Linked DNA regions of Mus musculus: region 1 is linked to region 2. Evidence: chromatin contacts called from public promoter capture Hi-C data. All regions are on one chromosome and are shown on one strand. Each heading gives the region's core, a stretch centred on a gene start, on an enhancer-like site or on the middle of the called end of the contact. The rest is flanking DNA. Distances are from core to core; before and after follow the strand shown. Region 1 overlaps Gm32275 (a long non-coding RNA gene). Region 2 holds the start of Wnt6 (wingless-type MMTV integration site family, member 6).

What was found. Promoter capture Hi-C pulls out the DNA fragments that hold promoters and counts their contacts.
Region 1: a promoter capture Hi-C map of embryonic stem cells shows a contact between it and region 2. The contact joins the enhancer-like site here to the promoter of Wnt6 in region 2. A contact is called at or near these places in 21 of 39 promoter capture datasets (the 3T3-L1 cell line, 3T3-L1-derived adipocytes, the C10 cell line and 12 more), 4 of 15 datasets of contacts at CTCF or cohesin (CD8 T cells, the NIH/3T3 cell line, large pre-B cells and 1 more), 84 of 484 Hi-C or Micro-C datasets (3T3-L1-derived adipocytes, the AML12 cell line, the AtT-20 cell line and 58 more), 24 of 115 datasets of contacts at active chromatin or transcription factors (the 230-238 cell line, CD8 T cells, the SCID.adh cell line and 14 more) and 3 of 9 other capture datasets (adipose tissue, liver and pancreatic islet).

What each region holds. Positions count from the first base shown.
Region 1 is chr1:74,822,343-74,828,478 of GRCm38.p6, forward strand. Gm32275 (a long non-coding RNA gene) reads right to left here. Exons shown (of 3, transcript XR_373533.3): 2 at 3,018-3,144; 3 at 1-22. Among named protein-coding and RNA genes, the nearest start is that of n-TGgcc3, 8.6 kb to the left of the region's middle. Within about 2 kb of position 2,554, at least 46 of the 459 cell types and tissues checked have an H3K27ac peak or open chromatin away from gene starts, as enhancers often do. A contact at or near this core is called in brain, cerebral cortex, cortical neurons and 5 more, where this site is marked.
Region 2 is chr1:74,769,584-74,775,722 of GRCm38.p6, forward strand. It overlaps Wnt6 (wingless-type MMTV integration site family, member 6), which reads left to right and starts at 2,309. Exons shown (of 4, transcript NM_009526.3): 1 at 2,309-2,639. The coding sequence starts at 2,563. Gm29539 (a long non-coding RNA gene) reads right to left here. Exons shown (of 3, transcript XR_373524.4): 2 at 5,960-6,135; 3 at 5,360-5,586.

The DNA.
Region 1 (6,136 bases), core at 1,304-3,803, 53 kb after region 2:
GACAGTCCTTTGCCCAGGACAACTGAAACACCAGGGAAGGATGTAAAATCATTAATTAGAGAGTCATATTGCCCCAACCCCCATCTTAGCTTTTTAAAAGGAAACATGGGGTGGTTACAATAAAAGCTTATTGTCAACATTTTTAACAACAGTTAACAATAACAATTTTAACAGTATCTCATGGGGCTCCTTAGCTGCTACTCCAGTACCTCAGGGAGAGGTGGTCCTCTCTAATCTGTCTCATTGTGACTGATTTAGAAATTTAAATCTATTATAGGTATGCATATATAAGGGGAAACATAGTATGTATAGGGACTGGCACTGTGTGCAGCTTTGGAACCACCAGGGGCTGTAGAATATCGCCTGGGGATAAGGACTGTACTACCGTAATAACACATTTTGATCAATCACAAAGAGAGAAAAACTGAATGAGTTTCCTATTTTCTCCAAGGATGAAAATAATGTAAAATTGTGGTTGTCATTGATGTGTCATTAAAGATGGGACTTAGAAAGATGTCTCAGAGGTCAAGAGCAATTCCTGTTCTTCCAGAGGACCTGAGTTTGGTTCTAGGCATCCACACTGGGCAGCTCACTTCTGCCTGTGACTTCTAGAGCCAAGGAATCCAGTTAAGTGGAAGCTTCTAGTTTACTTGGGAAGTTAGTTGTGTCAGCTGATTGTTTGCTGGGGCAGGCAGGTGAAAGGGTGCCCTGGTAAAGCAGACTCGTGAAAGAACGTTTTCCTGAAGCAGACACAGAGGATGTTCTGATACAGCAAACACGTGAAAGGACCTGTGATGAAGGAGTATGAATATGACCCCCCCCCCCCGACAGTGGGAGGCGAGCAGTGAGCTCCGCTACCCCAGTATTCTTCAATGACGACATGCATGTATTGGTTTGCCTTACATAGCTTTGTTGAGCTCAACTGGTGGTAAGGACGCCATTGAGAGAAACTCAGTGACCTAGAATAAGAACTTCTTGTGAGGCTCCTTCAGCACCTTGCTGCTTCCGAGGCCTCTCCTCCGGCCAGTTGGTATTCACGCTTGCTGTCTGCCTGAGGAAAGGACTGGACTGCAGCTGCTGAGTCATATTTGGTGTTTGCTGTGGGACTGAGCTGCTGCCCAAGATGAGCTCGCCCCCAAAGGGCTCTTGCTGAACAGGTCCACTTCCCCCAAATCCTAATGACTTTTCTCTTCCACTACCTCTGCTGGGTAGTGGGCTAGAGGAGAGGTTGAACCCTTATTAAAAGTAGGTTGCAGCCAGGTGTGGTAACGCACTTCTTTAATCCCAGCACTCGGGAGGCAGAGGCAGGCAGATTTGAGTTCGAGGCCAGCCCGGTCTACAGAGTGAGTTCCAGGAGAGCCAGGCCTATACAGAGAAACCCTGTCTTGAAAAACCAAAAAAAAAAAAAAAAAAAAAAAAAAAAAAAAAAAAAAAGTAGGTTGCAAAAAATGCAGTCCAGTGCCCTCTTCTGGCTTCCATGGGTGTCTGCACACATGTGGCTCATACTCACCCAGATACAGGTACACATAAATAAAAATAAATATTAAAAAAAGATTAAAGACTGTGCAGCTTAGCTCAGTACAGTGGAGTGCATCTGTTGTCCCAGCTGCTTGGGAGGTCTGAGAGTTGAGGCCCAAGTGACAGCCAGATCCTGTTTTAAACAAAGATTGTGTGGTGGTTTTCCTATATGTTGACCCTCAGCTCTGGGGCTTTGGGTGTAAATTTTTCTTGTATAAGTGAACGTTCAGATTTTGTATCTACTTTTGTATTTTTGTGCTTATATCCTCCCACCCCAAGGTGGCTTCTCTGTGTCGCCCTGGCTTTCCTGGAACTTTCTTTGTAGACCAAGGCTGTGTTCATATTCTTTTTCTTTTCTTTTCTTTTCTTTTTTTTTTTTTTTTTTTTTTTTTGGTTTTTCAAGACAGGGTTTCTCTGTATAGCCCTGGCTGTCCTGGAACTCACTTTGTAGACCAGGCTGGCCTCAAACTCAGAAATCCGCCTGCCTCTGCCTCCCGAGTGCTGGGATTAAAGGCGTGCGCCACCACTTTTTCTTAAGGAGCTCATTGAAATTGGGTGAGCTCTGGCCTCACAGAATGTAGATCTCTTCTTGCATGTCTGTCCCCTCCTTACATCTGTCAGTAGGTCAGGGCATGTGTTTTCTCTTCATTTTTGAGATGATGGACACTCAGAGAAGTTACATTGCTTGCCCATAGTTTTGCCTATGGCTGGAGAAAACTCAACTAGAAACCAATCTTTTCAGTTCTGAGTTCAGACATTTAGTCACACCCGTGGCAAGCACCTTATTCCAGAATTTCCCACTGTCTTAGGTGTCGAGGGTTGGGTTCTAGGTTGTAGGGACCTAATGAGAGGCCTGGTAAAGCCACAGGGAACACTTTGTGTTTTCTGTCCTGTGCAGCCTTTCTTTGTCCTCCTTTCTCCTTCAGCAATGGAAGGCATCTGGTGGGAGCTGAGAGCATGAATTTTCCCTCTGTCAGGGTGAGCAATTCTTGAACAGACTCAGAATGGACCGGTGAGCGGTGAGCCGGCTGTGCGTGAATATGCATAGGAACATGTCTTTGTTACTTTTTAAGCCAAGTGTATTTTGGGCCCGTTTCCCTGGAGACATAGGGCGGAAGAAGAGGCCTTGCAGAGAGAGATGCCGTTTGCGACACTTGCTTTCCAGCCCCCTCCAGTCAGTCCCGGGCTCCACCTGCACTGAGTTTTCCAAGGTCACTAACTTTCCTTTGTTGCAGAGTCCAACTTTTTAAGCCCTAATCTTTCCAGGCTTTCTCCAGCTGTCAGCGTTCTTTTCAAATGTAAATCTGATCTACCTTCTCTAAAACCCTTCTGTGGCTCCTACGGCTCTGCAGGGAGACTGAGACAATTGGTTGCAGACTCCCAGTGTCTTCCCAGTGCCCACTGGGAGCTTTCTTTTCTCTGATGAACCTGTGAACCGTGCTCTTCCCTGACGGGGGCTTTTGCACGCATTCCTTCAGTCACTATTTAATTTTACTTACCATTTGTGAGACTTTTGTTTGGTGTTGGAGTTAACAACAGCCAATAGAGCAGTCAAGGGCTGGTGAGAATCCAGGGAAGGACGTTTGCAACCAAGTCTGATGATTGAAGCAGGATGGAAGGGATGAACTGACTCCCAGGCACAGATGTAAACAAACAAACAAACAAACAAATAAATAAATAAAAGAAAAAACAGGCAAGAGCTTTATCGTTATGGACCTTTCTATCAAAAGTGTTTGATTTTTTAGAATGTTCTTCCTTTTATTTCTGTAAACATCTCTCTCTCTCTCTCTCTCTCTCTCTCTAGGTTAGAGGACTTGGTCTGGTTTCTCCTTTCACCATGTGGGTTCAGGGATCACCATCAAGCTTGGCAGGAAGGCTTTTACCAGCTGAACCGTGCTGAGGCCCCATGTCCTTTGATTTTGTTTTGTTTTGTTGTGTTGAGACAAGGTTTCTCTGTGTAGCACGTTGTAGCTCTGTAAACCAGGCTGGCCTCAAACTCAGATTTGCCTTCCTCTGTTTCCCAGTGTTAGGATTAAAGTCATGTACCACCAAGCCAAGCTGGTTTGTTTGTTTGTTTGTTTTTTGTTTTAATTACAAGTTTTGTTTAGTTTAATTACAAGTTATTTACTGATGTTTAAATAATAATAACTTTATTGGCATAACTCCCATACTCTGTAACTTACATATAAGTATACAGTTCCGTTTAGAACATTTGGTTGTGCAGCCATCACATTTGAGACTGTTGATTCCACCAGAAACTTTGTATTCATTTATAGTGTTCTACTGCTGTGAAGAGACCATGGCAACTGTCCTTCTAGAGAGCATTTAATTGGCGCTTGCTTACAGTTTCAGAGGTTTAGTCCATTCTCCCCATTGGTTAAGATCAGTGTGTTGCTCCTGCACAGAACCCTAATATGGTGCCCAGCATGCATGTGGCTGCTCAAAACTCTGTAATTCCAGGCACCTCAGGACACTGATCCACATGTGGGTTTCTCATACACATAAAGTGAAAACCAATCTTAAAAAGAGAAAGTCCTGACCTGGATGGTGAACATTTAACATGACCCATGTCCAGTTGTCTGGAAGAATTTGAGGAGTTGGCCCTATTTCTTCTTTTAAATGTCAGAGCCACCAGAGCTTAGGGTGTCCCTGATGGGAAGGTTGTAGCTACACATTCAGTTTCTTTAACAGTTGAACTCTGGTTTCTGTGGCTGAGAGAGTGTTGGTGATTTTTAGACTCTGTTGGGGCAATGCATCTTTTATTTCTAAGATCAGAAATCTGAGTCTCCCATCCATTTCTCCTGACTAGTGTGCTGTGCTGGTTAGGGTTTGCTTTGTTTTGTTTTGTTTTTGTCCAACGGCCCAGCCTGTTGTGGGTGGCGTCACTCCTGGGCAGGCGAGCCTGGGAGGTGTAAGCCAGCAAACTGAGCGAGCTATGGGGAGCAAGCCAGAAAGCAGCACCCTCAGTGGCCGGCCTCTGCTTCAGCTCCTGCTTCTAGGTTCCTGCCTTGACTTCCTGTCATAAGACGCCGTAATCCAGACTTGTAGACCAAACAAACCCTTTGCTCCCCAAGTTACTTTTGGCCAAGGTACTCTATCACAGCAACAGAGAGCATACCAAGATATTTTGCAAGAAGTTTGTCAGTTTATTGATATTTCTCAAAAGAAAAAAACTTTCAATTTGATTTTTAGCTATTATTTTAAATTTCTTCCTGTTGAATTGAGAAATGATTGAACCCGTTTTAAATCTTTTACATCTATATTGAGATTTTATCTTTTCTATTACTATTATTATTATTATTTGTTGCTGTTTTCAAGACAGGATCTCACTAAGTAGCCCTGGTTGTCCTGGAACTCATTCTGTAGCCCAGGCTGGCCTTGAACTCACAGAGATCCGCCTGCCTCTGCCTCCGGAGTGCTGGGATTACAGCCCAGCCTGCTGTTATGACTTGCACTTACCTATTTTTAGTTTATTGATTTTTTCCCCTTCTATTTTCCATTTCCATTTCTTTTTATTTTCAGTTTTACACCGTGTTATGTGGCTTTTCATCTCATGATGGGAGCTGGCATTGATTTGAAACCTTTTAGGAGTTCGATATAGGCTAGAGCTGAGGTGTAGCCGGCTTGGTGGAATGCTTGCCTTGCCTTCATGAAGCTGTGCTGTCAATTGCCAGCACGGTACACAACCAGCTGTGGTGACACAAGCCTGCACCAGCACTCTGGGAGTAGAGGCAAGAGGATAAGAAGTTCAAGGTTATCCTTGGCTACATAGTGAATTAGGGATGGCCTGGGCTATGTAAAACCCTGTCTCAAATGAGCTGGGCGGTGGTGGCGCACGCCTTTTATCCCAGCACTTGGGAGGCAGAGGCAAGTGGATTTCTGAGTTCAAGGCCAGCCTGGTCTACAAAGTGAGTTCCAGGACAGCCAGGGCTACACAGAGAAACCCTGTCTTGAAAAAACAAAAACAAAAACCCAAAAACCAAAACAACAACAACAAACCCTGTCTCAAAAACAAACAAAACGGTTCTAAGTACTATGCATCTAGAAATGTCTCAAATATTTTAAGTTGGGGCTGGTGAGATGGCTCAGCAGGTAAGAGCACCCGACTGTTCTTCTGAAGGTCCTGAGTTCAAATCCCAGCAACCACATGGTGGCTCACAACCATCCCTAATGAGATCTGACTCCCTCTTCTGGTGTGTCTGAAGACAGCTACAGTGTACTTACATATAATAAATAAATAAATCTTTAAAAAAAAATATTTTAAGTTAAGATGTCATGTTTTCCTTATATTTTCTTTTTTTATTTGTTTATTTCTGAGACAGAGTGTCACTGGCCTCGAACTCACAATCCTCGCACTTCATAAGCCTCTTGAGTGCTGTGATTACCCTGTGTGCCAAATGCCTAGTTCACGTTTCCGTTTTCCTCCAACTCCAAATACTTCATAATTTCCCTTTCAAGTTCTTCACTCACAAGCTATTTATAAATACGCTATTCCTAATTAATTTCCGAATGTTTGGAAGTTTTCTAGAGAGCTTTTTGTAAATGGTGTCTAATGTGATTCCAGTGTGATTAGAGACTATGCATTGTATGGCTTGAATACTTTTAATAATAATTTAAA
Region 2 (6,139 bases), core at 1,059-3,558:
ACATTGCAGGAGGGGTGGGACCAACTGTGTGTGTTTAGAGGAAAGGTGGGGGGTGGGGGCAGAAAGGCTGCCTGCGGGGGAGCAGGCTTCTTGGCAAACGCCCCAGTTTCCTGAGCTGATCCCTGCTCCCTGCCACTGCTCCCAATTCTGTTGTTTCAATAACATCATTTTTATCCACCCCACAGAGAGACGGTGTCTGGGGGGGGGGGGCGAGGGGGCAGGGATAGGACACGGGGGACACGGGGGTGGGGTGGGGAGGCTGGAGAACCAAGAAAGCCTAGGGTCTGGAATCAACAAAGAGTAGATTTGGGGCGCTCCCTTCTCAGGGCTATCCCAGAGCCCAGGTCCCCTGATGACAAAGACAAATACATTAAAATTCTTGCCTCAGAGAAGAATGCAGGACAGGGAGAGCATTTCATAATCTGCAATAACAGTAGCAGGCTGGGTAAGGGGCTTGAAACTAAGACACTGGATCCCAGGGAGCTGGTCATTGGCCCACCTGCACCTTCTGGAGACACCATACACCTCCTAGCTGCCAGGTTGGCACCAACTCTAGCCCCAGTATTCACTCGGCCTGGTATATCCTTGAATGAGCTATGCCCACGGGTGTGGTGGTGTCCACAGTGCTTGGCACTAGTACTAGTATGAAAGGCTGTGTACAAAATTGCTATGTGCTGGAGCGGTGCAGTGCATGAGAAAGGAAGAAACGTAGGTTGGTCCAGTGTCTGGCTGAGCGCTGTCTCCTCTCTCTGCTCCTTTCCTTCCCCAGAGGGCCTCACACTCTGCAAATCTCCTTATTCAGGACCTTTGACACCCAGAATCCTCATTAGGACTCCCAGAAAACCCAAGGCCTTATTTGTTTGTGTCTAGGCTCCGGTTTTTCCATCCCTTCTCCCTGCTATTCATCTTCTTTCCTCAGATCTGCTCCCCCTCCTGATGTAGGCATCTGTGGCCTTCTCCTGCCTTCTTTCTGGTCCCCCAGTCTCATCTTTGCCCATTTGCCCCACTCTCTGGACGACTCTCTGGACCGGCCCTCCTCTTTGCTCACCAGCGGTGTTTGTCTATCTTGGCACTGTTCTCCGTTTCCACTTCTAAATTCCTCCCCACCCCAAACGACAAGGAACTTTCCCCTCTGGTGTGAAATTTCTGCCACGTGGGCTTAAGGTCCCCTGTTTAAGGTTGATGGGCCCTCTAGATAGCGGTGGCGGGGAAATTGGCTCCTGCTTCGGAATGTCCGCACCACCTGTCCCTCTGCACTCCTGGGGCACGTCGGGGGGCCTCTGCCCCAGGCCAGAGCAGCAGAGGCTGCCGCCCGCTGCCAGCCGCTTGGCTTGATGAATGGAGCTGTCCCTCCTCCCCACGAGGCCTTTGATCTCCCCCCGTGGGGAGGGGGTCAGGGGCATCAAAGACATTTTTGTGGCATTAGAGAATCAGATAAACGCCATCTCACCTGCAGCTGGCTCTCCCACCCCTTCTGCCCTGGCCAAGTTGGGGGAGGAACTTGAGGCTCCAGGAACCCGCGGACAAGTGAGACCTGACCACAGCCAGCGCTGACCCCTCTTCTCTTGGAAGTCAGCAACCTCGGCCCTCCGCCACGTTTATGAGTAGCGAATACTGGAGCGCAGGCCCTGGAGAGGTTCCACTTGCTGTCTTATCTCCCCCACACTGTCCGCCCCCAACATCGGCTGGCTGCGGCTGCAAGGCTAGGGAGCTAGAACCCAGGCCTCGGGCTCGTTCCCTTGCTGGGACAGAGGCTGAAGAAGGGGCAAAAGACGCGGGAGTTGGTAACGCCTCCTAAGTTCGTTGGGCTGGCGATCCAGTTGGACAGCCTTCTACCGAGCATCCTGCGCCCCCGGCCGACTTCCTCCCTGGCCCCCATCTGTATATCCCTACGTACTGTTCCCTCCCCCCAAACTCCCTCATTCCTGGGAAGTTTTCTCTCTTTACAGTCAACAAACCTGTCAAACGTCTCCCAGCCAGTCCCCCTTCCCCAGTTCTTCCTCCCTCCCCCCCTTACCCTTCTCGACTATTCATCCCGCCCCTCCATGCCCCAGGTCCAGGGATGGCAGGGGACAACCCCGCAGAGGCTAGGAGAGGGGCAGGCGGGCGGGACCCGCACCCGTGAGCGCGCGGCCCCGCCCCAGCACCCGCCCTCCGCTGCGCTCTGCGCCCGCCGCCCCGGGGCGCACGGCTCCCTCCCAAGAGTCCCGCCGCCTGACTGTCGCAACTGCCACCCCCGTGGCCCCCCTGTCCCCCTCCCCCGCCCACGCTTCGGCCCCGCTCCCCTCCCACCCCCGCCCCCGGCTCTGATTTCTTCTCTCCAGCGAGCTCCGCAGGAGACACAGGCGCTGGCTGCTGGGTCCGCTCTCCGCCTCCGCCGCGCCCTCCTCGCCCGGGATGGGCCCCCCCGCCGCCACCGCCGCCGGAGCCCTAGTCTCCGGGCCGCCGCCTCGGTCGCCGCGTTTGCCCTGAAGCCCGGTGCCCGCGCGCCCCGGCTCACCCCGCAGCTTCACTCCCCACCCCCAGCCGCCTCCCCGGCCAGACTGCGGTAGAGCTCTCAGGATGCTGCCGCCGGTGCCCTCCCGCCTCGGACTGCTGCTGCTGCTCTTGTGCCCCGCGCACGTCGATGGACTGTGGTGGTGAGTGCTGAGTGGGACTGTCTCCCGCGCAGCTCCAAACACCAGAGGGTGGGGACCCAGAGCCAGTCTTGGGACTTGGCACAGCGATCCTGCTGCCTTCAGGCTCTACCCGCTCCAGGATCCCAGCTATCGGGAGGTTGCACCGGGACCCTCGCAGACAGTTCCTTTCGGGTCTCTGCCCGAGCACTTCTGAAGTGCCACTTTGACGTTCTGTACCCCTGGATACTCTATTGTGTTTTCTTCCCGTATAGTCTTCCTTCCCCCAAAGAAATGTGTCCAATTCGCATCATCAAGGAGTTGGCAGATAGGTAGGGAAGAGCTGTTGGACATCATGAAATCCATAGTGAGAGATTGGGTGAGAACGGGGTGAGGAGGGGTGGGGACGGGCGAGAAGGGCCCTCGAGCTAGATTTGGGGAACAGACAGGAACAAGGTGGAAAGCTCTAAGACAGAGAGAGTCAAACGGCTGCCTCTTGCCCGCGCCTCATTGCCTACCACCTCACCATTGCTGGCCCCTTCAGCATTGGCAGTAGTACAGGAATAGGGAATGCAAATGGGGAAACTGAGTCAGGACTCTGACTTCTCTGCTTTTCCCATAGCGAGTAAGAAAGACAGAGGGGAGATCCCGGAGGCCCTCTCTTCCAGAACTGGGAAGTAAGGAATTTTTTTTTTTTTTTTAATGTGTAGCGGAGGAGGTGTAGGAACTCTTGAGAGCGATCTGATGAAGCCAGTAGGAGCCTGGCCAGCCGAGAGATGGGGTAAATTCTCAGATCCGAACTCTGGGATTTAGCCAGAGCAGACACCTAGACTTCGAGGGTTTCCAAAGCTTTGAGCCTTGAGGGGAAGGACAGAGGAGGGGCAGCGGGGGTGGGGGGCGCCAGGACAACTCAGATCCAAATCTTCAAGACTTTTTTCCTCTTAGTTTTTTAGAGCCACAAACACCCGCCCGGAATAGTTCAGTGTTCAGAGAGGAGGAGGAGGGATTTGGGCAAGAGTGCTGATAGATTAGCCAACCCTAAGAAAGCAAGGACTTCTACATTTGCATATAGCCCCGCCATTGGCTGAATTTCTACCCTCTCAGCCCTCTCACCCGCCTTCGCGGCTTTGGACCCAGGGGTGGGGCAGGCCCATCCCTCTCTTCAACAGAGATTGAGTACTATGCCCACACAGGAAGCTGCTGGCCGCTATCCTTCCGCGACGCGGGAAAGACATCCTCGTGGGTGTCAGTGAGAGGGCTAATACAAGATCCAGGTTCGGGTTAGGAAACATGCGCCTTGAGTTCTTGCTGCAACGCAGTATTTAGCAGTTTTGACAGATGTATCTAATCCCAGTTTAATCTGTGGTCTTGGGTGAATCATTTTCCCACCTTGACCTACAAACTCTCAGCTTTTAAAGAACAATCTCCCTATGTGGCAGGCTTGCCAGGAGGGCTGTGGGGGAAGATCTATAAAATGATCTGACATTAGGAGCCCTCTTCCCAGTCCAGCCTCTCATCTCCCAGGTCTCCTTAGGATGAAAAGTGGGGTTACTTTCAATTCAAAATAAAGAGTAAAAAATAAAAATAAAGTAATGTTTGGCCGTGAGCTCGCTCGCTCTCTCTCCTCCCACTTACACACCTTTCATAATTTTGCCCCTTTTCAATATGTAGGACAGTGCTATCCTTTCTCTCTCGTTCTTCCTCCCCCATTGGTCTAAATTGTTCTTTCTTACAATTAAAATCCCACTTCCTCCATGAAGCTGTCATTCTCCCCACCACCACCACCCTGTCCTTGAGGCTCCCATTATGCCCTAAGCAACTATGCATTTACCGCACTTTACTGACAATTGTCTTCTCTGGAATGTTTTTGCCCTGTTCCTGGAAGGCAAAGCCTTTGTCTGGAGAGCCCTAGAAGCCCCGGTTAGTCTAGGTGCTGGACACAGGTTTATGGAGTGTTGCTTTCTGGATTTGTATCTGTGAAGATCCCTTTGTTCAGGAAGGACTGCTGGGTGGGAGCCAAGCCAACGGCAGAGGGGCCTGGGCCCTCCGGAGACTGACCCTGAGGCTTCGAATCTGGGAGTGGGGGAGGAGGTGAGGAGGGCAGGTGTGGGAGAACACAGGGGCCTTCATGGCCACAGCTGCAGTGAAGAGTGAGAGGCCAGGGTGATAAGATGACCAGCGAATGCTTCTCTCAGATGTGTCTCCGAGAGAACCTGCTCCTCCCACCTGCCTCGGCCCCTCTCTGTCTATTTCTGACACTTAATTCCTTTGGTCTGAGCCCAGGCTGACTTTCACATGGTCTTTGCCTCTCTGCTGATGCTGCTGTCCTAACGTAGGCCTCCTGGTATGGGCTAGCGGGTAGATCGTGTTGGGTGGTTAGCTTGAAGTTCTTGACATTTTCTACCCTACCTCCTCCCTGTTAGAGCTGGGTTCTTCAGGACTGGGGTTCAGGCCCTGCATCACTGACCACCTTCTTTCCCTTCCTTCTCAGGATGATGGCCAGGCCAGAAACTCCATGGGTGGTCAGCAAAGCAGTGTGATCTATGGCAGCCATTTCCACAATCTAGCTGTGGTCAGGATAGGGGCCAAGAGGACTCCAGGGCCTCTGAGTGACTTGACTGCCCAGGTCACTAAAAGAAGGTCCTGGAGAGTGGCCCAGGCCTTGGATTCGCTCAGGGACCAGGCTGCTGGTTCCAAAGAAGTTTTTCTTTCACCTTTCTTTTCCACTCCACCTCCTCCCAGTGCAACGCAAGATTTCTATTTTTAATTTTTCTTGTTTAGTTTTGAGACAGGGTCTTGCTATGTAGCAAATGCATGCCTTCTAAACTCTGCCGCCAGCCTCTGTGTATTTCTCCAATGTAACCATATCTTTGTGAATCACAGAATCCAAGATTCCAGGACACTGGCCAGGCCCTCTTGAGGTCATCTTGTTCAGCCCCTGCCTCCAGGCTGTCCAACCTATGCAAGAATCCTGTCCAGAGAACGAAGCAGGAAAGAGACTCTGGCTCCCAGGTCACCAGCTCACCCTCCTCCTCTGCTCCCTGCTCCCCTCTCCACGTTTGGTCCATCAAAAGCCAAATAGATCATCTCCCTTCTCTCTTCCTCTTCCCTCTCGATGTTTTACCTTTCCTGTGAAAGAAACGTATCTGCCCCCCCCCAGCCCCTGTCCACTAGGAAGAAGCCGCCTAATCTGCCCCTAGCCATCCCACTTTGTCTCCCCCCCTTATGGAAAAGAAGCCAGAGCTAAAGGTTAAGGACAGCCTCACTGCTGACCCCACAGGGAGACAGGAAAAAGACCAGACTTCTTCCTGATGCTCAGGTTTTCTAGTTACTCTCTGCCGTACCTTTGTGTGTTCACGTTGGTCCTGGTCGCTAGGCCATTCTGTCTTGATCTGGGGCTCCTGACCCTTCCTGGTCAATGCTGATGCTGGCTCTCATCAAGCCCTAGAGTAGGGATGGCTTGGGGGTGGGGTAGCTATCCAATCCCTTCCCAGGCCTCACTCAGCCTTGGCAGCTTCCCCTTC